Regions from separate parts of the Mus musculus genome. Here regions 1 and 2 are each linked to region 3. Evidence: chromatin contacts called from public HiChIP or PLAC-seq and promoter capture Hi-C data. All regions are on one chromosome and are shown on one strand. The core of a region is the stretch at or near the end of the contact, and the rest is flanking DNA. Distances in the headings are between cores, read along the strand shown.

Evidence for each region. HiChIP or PLAC-seq counts read pairs in DNA pulled down with a chosen protein or histone mark. Capture Hi-C pulls out chosen DNA fragments and counts their contacts.
Region 1: a contact with region 3 is called in an H3K27ac HiChIP or PLAC-seq map of heart atrium, with 4 times the contacts expected there. The contact joins the enhancer-like site here to the promoter of Nkx2-5 in region 3. A contact is called at or near these places in 2 of 39 promoter capture datasets (the C10 cell line and pre-B cells), 3 of 115 datasets of contacts at active chromatin or transcription factors (embryonic stem cells, heart atrium and stem cell-derived neural progenitor cells) and 2 of 9 other capture datasets (embryonic stem cells and pancreatic islet).
Region 2: a promoter capture Hi-C map of adipose tissue shows a contact between it and region 3. The contact joins the promoter of Neurl1b here to the promoter of Nkx2-5 in region 3. A contact is called at or near these places in 5 of 39 promoter capture datasets (HPC-7-derived erythroid cells, embryonic stem cells, hippocampal neurons and 2 more), 2 of 484 Hi-C or Micro-C datasets (bone marrow-derived macrophages and embryonic stem cells), 3 of 115 datasets of contacts at active chromatin or transcription factors (bone marrow-derived macrophages and embryonic stem cells) and 4 of 9 other capture datasets (adipose tissue, embryonic stem cells, liver and 1 more).

Annotation. Positions count from the first base shown.
Region 1 is chr17:26,478,600-26,481,309 of GRCm38.p6, reverse strand. The region is part of intron 1 of Gm34455 (a long non-coding RNA gene); the gene reads left to right. Among named protein-coding and RNA genes, the nearest start is that of Gm34455, 24 kb to the left of the region's middle. Within about 2 kb of position 1,444, at least 32 of the 459 cell types and tissues checked have an H3K27ac peak or open chromatin away from gene starts, as enhancers often do. A contact at or near this core is called in heart atrium, where this site is marked.
Region 2 is chr17:26,413,470-26,416,201 of GRCm38.p6, reverse strand. Neurl1b (neuralized E3 ubiquitin protein ligase 1B) reads right to left here and starts at 1,343. Exons shown (of 5, transcript NM_001081656.3): 1 at 1,207-1,343. The coding sequence starts at 1,237.
Region 3 is chr17:26,840,182-26,843,020 of GRCm38.p6, reverse strand. Nkx2-5 (NK2 homeobox 5) reads left to right here and starts at 1,456. Exons shown (of 2, transcript NM_008700.2): 1 at 1,456-1,996. The coding sequence starts at 1,666.

The DNA of each region.
Region 1 (2,710 bases), core at 195-2,694, 360 kb after region 3:
GCTACATCCCCACCACTGCCTCGCCCAGCTGGGACCCTGGGCTCTCCAGCCCTCTAACACTCCTTGGCCACTCTCTCAGGCTTCCCTGCCCACCTCTGGGCAGGGTACAGAGGCTCCTGATTCTTGCCCTTCCCAAGTTGCTCCCAGGGCCAGGTACTTCCTCTTCCAGGTCGTTACCCAGAGATCAGTGCGGCCTGCCCCACAGCTTCCTCTTCACCCTAAGTCTCCTCTTTAGCCCCATTTCTCCTTAGTTTCACCTTAGCATGCTTCCTGACACCTGACATAATTTTATAACTTGTTTGTAAAATATGTAAACCAATTATATATAAAGTGTGAGTTACTGCCCTTCCTTATACATTGTAAGCCATGAGAGAAGGAAGGAGGGAGGGAAAGGAAGGGAGTCATGGAAGGAGAAAATCAAGAATGGAAGAAGAGGGGAGGGAGAGAGGGAAATGGAGAGATTTGGCTAGGTGGGAACTGAAGATAGGCCATCCTGGGCTACTGAAGATAGGCCACCCTGGGCTACTGAAGTTAGGCCATCCTGGGCTACTGAAGATAGACCATCCTGAGCTCCAGGCCCTTTGGTTGCCAGAGATGATTTTCTAGGCATTAGGCCATTTGGAGACTTCTATCTGTCTGCCCTTGAGGAATAGAGTCTCTGGGACAGATGTGTGGAGCCTTTTGTGGTCAATGGAGGTCAAAGCCCCTTCCTTCACTGGACAGTTCCCCTGGATCTGCAGTGCTGTTCCCTTCTGAAGGATGCAGAGGGAAGGGTGCTTTCCAGAATGGGCCCTTCTAATGGGTTGTTGGGACAAGACTGCTGAGAACTTGGACCCAGAGGGAAAACAGACCCTCTTCCTGACACAGCCTTTGAGGCATGGGATTGCCAGGAACAGGACCCTGGCCTTGTTCTGACAACCCTTTCCTGTCATCAGGCACTCTAGTCTCCTGTGGGGACAGAGAATGAAGGCAGGCTGTTCCTAGCAGGGATGAGGAGCACCTGTCTGTCCCATGGATTCAGGGCCTGTTTGATTCACTCAATGCAGCTCACAGGGGACAGAACCCGAGGTCCTTGGTCCCCAGGCTCCTAGCTGAGGTAGCCCTTACTGCCATAGACAGCCTGGGTACCTAACCCTGCTCCCTGCTCCTGCTCCCCACCACTGCTCCTCACCACTGTGTGTTCCTTCCTTGGTGCCAGTTCTCACAGTATAGTCCACACCACCACCAAGGGCCGTACTCAAGCCCAACTGATTCAGGAGCTCTAAAGTGAGCCTGGTGTTCTGTGTTCAATCTTGGGTATTCTCAATACTTCCGGGATGAAGTTGGAGGGTCCTGACAGGCTTTGTGGGCCTTCCCCTTTGGCCCTGTGTGTTGTGAGCTATCAGCCAGTTTCCCCATCAGACACAGCTGTGATGCATGCCTTGGGTCTGTTGTCTAGCACTCCTCCAGGCAAGCAGCCAGGGCAGATGGTGCAGAATGCTCTGACGGTCAGAGGCTCAAAGGCTGGCCTCTGGCTGTGTGAACCCCAAACCCACCTGTGTTCTCCGGTCTCCAGGGAGGGTGGCCATGCGTCTGGGCAGCTGTGAGGATGGCACGAGATCACCTGTGCAAAGTGCTCACACTGGGTCTTGGCAAACTCCTGGGGACAGGGCTTCAGAAGTCTGAGTTTCTCCGATTTTAGAGGAAAACTCATTTCTTACCCATACACAGTGAGGTACTCCCATAAATTAGCGTGCTAATAATTTTATACTGCAATGTATGGACATACAAAAGTAGAAGAAACAGGCTACCCACACAAGCCTCTTAAACTTCACCCAGAGGGGATGGGGAGCTATGGAGGACCCTAAGGCAGGGGCATGGCATGGTTTGGTGGATGTTGTATAATGATGTCCAGATCCACGCATACTTCAGAATCCCTTGGGAGGCTGGTTAAACATATGCTGCCCCCTAACTCCATGATTGCTTGTACCCCACTCAACATGGTAAAGGAGGTGTGGTCACAACCTCACTTTACAGGGACAGACTAGCTGGTGCTCAAAGAGACAGGACCTCACTGCTAGTGAGCGGCCCGGCCAGTGGCCTGACTAAGGTCCTAGGGTGAAATCAGTGAGGAGCCTTTAGGTTGTTCGGGAAGTAGTGGGAGAAGATCTGTGGTTGAGACACCCAGCCGTTTGTTGGGCTTAGCAGGGACTGTGGCCGAGGCAAGAGCACTGGCCTCAGTTTCCCCAGCAGTGAATCCAGACTATCCATTGCAGTGAATGAGAGCAGAGGCTGTGTGCTAGAGGGTGCAGGGGGAGCTGGCTGGCTTGACTCTAGTCTGGGACTGTCATGTGGTGCCCCAGAATTTCCCTGCCCCACCCCCAGCCCACACCCTGGCATGTCTGGGCCTGGGCTCCGGGAAGAAGAGCAATCTTCCAGTTTGTGTTGCCCAAATATTGTGCAGGCCTGTTGATGTCTCTCCATGGCAACAGCGTTCCAAGCTGGATGGGGGCGAGGGAGCAGATCTGTGTTAGACATCCCGAGGTACTGTCACCATCCCTGAGATACTGAGGAAAGAGTCTGACCTAGTGAAGCCTACAGCACCAAGTCAAAGGAGGTGGCCAGGTCACAGTGTGGCAGTGGGGGAGGGAGAGGCACTCCTGGAGTGAGGGATCCTGAACACTGCTGCTGTCCTGTTCTCAGGGCCTACTGGAGCAGTTGAGACTCAGAC
Region 2 (2,732 bases), core at 94-2,593, 430 kb after region 3:
CACTCTGTCTAGTACAGACCCAGGTTCCAAAGCCACCTCTGAAGCTGACCAGCCTGTGACTCCACCTGGCTGACCTTAGGAATGATCCAGTAAAAGCCACCCAGGGGCTTGTTAGTAGAAGGGGCTGTCTGTCTCCCCAGTGGTCCTTAGGTCTCAGGTTGGTCCAATCCCTTCCAGGGGAAGAGACAACTCTATTAGGATAACTGCCGGAGGAAGGGCTGTGGGGGTGTCAGAACAGAGATGGGGTGTCAGCTGGGCTGTGCTAAATCTGACCTACAGCCAACTTGCTTCTTCTCTGAACTACCCTCCCCCAACACACACACACACACACACACACACACACACAGAGAGAGAGAGAGAGAGAGAGAGAGAGAGAGAGAGAGAGAGAGAGAGAGAGAGCCTCTGCTTAAGGATGCTGCGAATGCCGAATGCCCAGTTTTATGCCCAAACACTTCTGAAGACTTGGGACACAGTGGGGGTGAGGGGCGGGGCAGACAGGCTGACAGGGCCCATGCAGTCTCCCACCACTGCCTGTCACCGGGTCATTTCTCCTGTACTGAGGTTAAACTTCTTGTGTAAAATCGGGGTGTCTTTTCTTAGGAGGACGATTCTTTGCAGACAGGCAGTGACAGCCTCGGCGCGCTGACATGTTCCACCATCACTAGGTATTTTCAGCGAGGCGTGGCGTCCCCCGGCCTCCGCACGCCCGCCCCACGCCCCTCGCCCACCGCCTTTCTCGGGTCTAGGAAATTCTAGGGCGCTTTTAACTAGGGGGCGATGCGCCCCACAGCAATGGCTCAGATGGGGCTGGGAGGGCCCCCAACAGAACGGACACCCGAACGGGGCGCAGCCGGGCGCGCGTGGGAACGCCGCCAAGAACTAGCACGTGTGCCGGGGGCGCCTGTGGACTGTACGCGGAGACCCGGGACACCCGCGCCCTGCAACCCCCCTGAAGGGTTCCGGCCGGGGGAAGCCCCGATACCTCCCTCCGGCTCGCTCATTAGCGACCTCCGGCTGGAACAAAGGCGTGGGGCGCACGGCCAAGGCCAGGAAAACCAGGAGGGGTCCGCACATCCCTGCAGGGGTGCGGCTCCGGGGCTCGGGCTCCGGCAACCAGGCTCTGGCTTGCACCCGGGCTCCGCGGCTGCGACGACCCGGGGAGGACCAGGCGCTCCGCGCCACTTCGGGGCGCGGCTCCGGGCGTACCTGGCAGGGTCCGGTGCACCGTGTTGCCCATCGCTACTCCGAGACTCGCGGCGCGGGGCTAGCTGGGCGGGCCGGGGGCCGCGGCCGGGCTGCGGGGCATTGCCGCTGCACCGGCGACCGGCGGGCGGCAGATGGGCGGCGCGGGCGGCGGCGGGAGGAGGCGGAGCCACCGGCCCGGGCGCGCCCGCCCCGCCCCCGCGCCCGCCACCAACCGTGCTTGGGCGGGGCTGGGGCCGCCGCCGCGTCTTTTGAAAGTTTGCACCGGTAGCGCGCTGGAGAGGCGGGGCTGGCCTCCTGCCCTCGTCGTTCCCGCGCGCACCGACCTTGCTCTTTTTGCCAATCGGGATGGGTCGCCGGGTGCCGAGTCCTTGTCCAGGCATTCGGCCACTTTGGGTGGTGCCTCGACTCAGGGACGACGCGCACACATGCAGGTCACGCCAGACAGTGTCAAGGGCTCCATGACAGTCCATCCAGGGTGAGATGGGGGTGGGGGGTAGGGATGGGGAACTTCTCCATCCCCTAGGCCGCATACCTAGGAGGAGAGACTTCAGTATGTAGTGGTTGTTTAGGGGGGGGGGCGGGACCCAGACTTGAGCTCACTGTGCCTTCTTCATTAAAGTACTGCCCACACCCTATGTACCAGGCCCTCTGCTGAGCCCCAGACGCAGTCCCTGCTCTCAAGGAAGAGAAAATTAGCAATCAAGATCACATAGTGGTCAAAACCAACAATAACATTGAAGTGTCAGATAGGGCCGGCTGAGGGTTTTTGAGAGAACGAGGTGGCATGTGAGGTGGGTAGTGTTGCCAGGAGGTACGAGGCGGCGGCGTTGGGGGGGGGGAGGGGGCTGAGAGGGGGAGGTGCATCCACTCCCACCGCATAAATCTTTTCTCAGAACCTTCCAGCCTTGGCTACTCTTCTATAAAAGGCCAGCTAGCCCATGCCACCCCTAGTCCAATTCACAGACTAACACACCAAGGTGGGGGAGGTGTAATGACTCTGTGAGGAGACCCAGTCCCTAACCATTACTTTCAGACTCCCATACTCAGTACTCTCGTCAGTTTAGGAAGCAGGGTTATTACCTCCACAGCACAGACAGGGTAAACCGAGGGTCAGTGGGTAGACGAGATGTCCAAACCTATCTCCCAGTGGCTGAGGGCAAGCTCCCTCTGAAACGGAGTAAAAAGAGGTGCTCAGAGGACCGCCTCCTGCCTTGGTTTCTCGTTGTCCTCAGACTCTCCTCTGTTGTTCCCCAGGAAGCCATGGCCAGACCTATTCTGTACTGAGTTTCTAATTCTCAATTACAAGTGCTCTCAGTTATTTAAAATTTCACCCCAAACTCTGGTGGGCAAAGGTACTTTAGCTGGGTAGGCCTTCACTCTGTATGACCCTGGGGTCCTTAGAGAGGTCGCCATTGCTATAAAAGGAGTTGAGGAATTTCACTTAGATAAAATGGCTCAGGGCAACAGGACTTTGTGGCGGCAGGGTGGGGAAGCTGCTGTTAAAAAGCCACTTTCAGAGCACTCCA
Region 3 (2,839 bases), core at 207-2,706:
AGGCCTTGGGAGTTTGGGTTTGAGGAAAAGCAGGAAGGAACACAAATCAGGCCTTTGCTGGCTTCACTATGGCCCAGATGGTTGCCAGCGCCCAATGGCCCACACTGCCCTGCCAGGAGGGACAGTTCACACTCTGCACTCACAAAAGTTTTGATCTCTGGACTTTGGGTTCATGACTTAAGAGTGACTTGTTTAGCTAACCTTTGACCCTACACTCACACTCCGTTTCTATTCCAAAAGCCTCTCCTCTGGTGGCCAACTCGTCCTTCATATCTGTGTGCCTTCTGACTCACAGATCTGTTCACTCTGGGAATCCTTATATCCGAAAACAGGTGATGGACCCTCACCACATGAATTTTCAAGGGCACATCCCCTTTGCAAATCGGTGTGGTGAGCCCAAGCTCTCCCAGAGGTTAGCCTTACCATATACCTTCGGTGGGGGAGGTTTTGCCTGGAATCGATGTGCCTTCTCTTTTTGAGATTACAGCAGGAAAAAGTCCCACTCTGTTGGGTCTGGGAGGGCCCAAGTGTTCCTTAGATCCAGACAGTTGTCTTAGTACAGAACCTGGGTTCCTTAAACCCTGACAGTTTTCAGACAGAAGCAGCACTGGACTGAAAATGTCCCTCCACCTGCCTGATCTGTCCTCTGCCCCGTGGAGTAGAAGCCCAGGAAGGCCCTGGAGGATCGGGCTAGAAAGGGTCTGGGACTTTTGTGGTGGCCTAGGAGGGTGAAAAATGAAGCAGCTTGGGCTTCAGGAGAATCCAGGCAGACAACCCAGAAGGCAGCTCTCCTCCAGGAAGAGTCAATTCCCCAACAATGCTTCCTTCTCTCTGGAGAGGTGCCTGGCCCCACCGCTTAGTCTGAAGCAGGTGGCCACTCCCACCCCACAATTAGCCACTTCACCTTTCCATTCAGCTCAGAACCCCTTGGGGCCCCTCTGGGTTCCTGGGTTGAATTTGGTCCTGTAGGTCAAATTAACTACCGCTCCCCAATCCAATTCTTAAACTCATGTGTTAAACTCAGTGTTCGTCCCAGAACAACTGTCTTCTCTGTGATTCTCTTTCTATGCAGGCTACTCTTAGGCAGACTTCAGTAAACAATATTGTAGTCATAGTCTTGATCCCTGAAAATAACCCCCCTCTTCTGGCTTTCAATCCATCCTCACCAGCCCATTTAGTGATACAGGACACAGTGCAAAGAATATTTATTCAAATCCTCGACCCACCCCCAACCCTGCGTTTAGACTCAGCATAACAGAATCAGGTATTTTCTTTGAGTGTGTCTGGCTGGGATTTTCAGGCTAACGAGGAGCAATCTCCTTGCAGGAGTGGGAGACTATCCCAAATGTGTCGCGGCCCCTTTAAAAAAAGCTGAGCAGGATTTTTTTTTCCCATCCCTATGTCTATATTAGGTGACGCAGAACTGCCCGTCGCTCCTGTCATCCAGGCCCCTGGCCCAATGGCAGGCTGAATCCCCCCTACTCCAGCCTGCTCCCGCCTCTTCTGCCCCTGGTGCTCCGCGCTACCTGCTGCCGCGCGCCACATCCAGGGCAGAGAGGCGGGTGCGCGGGCGGGCGGCGGGCACCATGCGGGGAGGCTGTCCCCAGGGGTGGGCAGCACCACTCTCTGCTACCCACCTGGCGCTGTGAAACCTGCGTCGCCACCATGTTCCCCAGCCCTGCGCTCACACCCACGCCTTTCTCAGTCAAAGACATCCTGAACCTGGAGCAGCAGCAGCGTAGCCTGGCGTCTGGGGACCTGTCTGCGCGCCTCGAGGCCACCCTGGCCCCTGCCTCCTGCATGCTGGCCGCCTTCAAGCCCGAGGCCTACTCTGGCCCCGAGGCGGCAGCGTCCGGCCTGGCAGAGCTGCGCGCGGAGATGGGCCCCGCGCCTTCGCCCCCCAAGTGCTCTCCTGCTTTCCCAGCCGCCCCCACATTTTACCCGGGAGCCTACGGTGACCCTGACCCAGCCAAAGACCCTCGGGCGGATAAAAAAGGTAAGGAGAACCTCAAGCTCTTCCCTTCTGGAATCGCTTTCATGTCCAAAACCCTGAGCCAAGAAACCCAGGCCTGACAGTAGCTCAGTCCGGGGTGAAGGCTGGGCGCGGGGAGTTTGGAGTATAAGATTCCAGGCTGTCCCGCAGTCAGTCCGAAGTTTAGAGGGAACGCCGAATTTAGAGGGTCAGGAAAAAAGAAGGGAGAGAGAGAGAGGGAGAGAGTGAGAGAGTGAGAGTGAGAGAGAGAGAGAGAGAGAGAGAGAAGATTAAAATGTTGTTTTCGGCCTACAAAACCCCAGTAGGTTAGGGCCTTGTTCTTGGATCTGTTACAAAGTTAAGCTATCTAACAATCCGCGTTAGAACAAATCTTCGTACTGGAGAGTTAAAATCTCTTCCAGATTTGGGGGTACTTTGAGACACTGAGAACTGCTAAACCGAAAGCTTAGCCCCGTGTATCCTGGGCCTTGTGTAGCCCACCCTGCCTTTCTGGGCCTTGCCTCCTTTGTGCCAAAAGAGAGGAGTCTGGGGACCGGGTTGTGATTTTGAGATGCGATGCTGCGGATCCCAGGAGCTGGGGTTGGCTTTGTTTTTCTAGTACAATCTCCAGGCAGGATCAGGCAGAAATTCCTTTCTGGGAACTGTTGGGAAATACGGAACGAATAAAGACACTGAGAAGTGAAGAGCAGGCTTCCGAAGGTGGCCGAATACCAAATATCTCAGAGTAGGGAGAGGGGCTCCTGGCCAGCTCACAGAAGGAGCAGGGAAGTCCCAGGCCCAGATCCTGTGCTGAGTAAAGCCAGAGAGGCCCAATGGTTTCTGCGAGTTAGAGGACGTTCCTAGGTT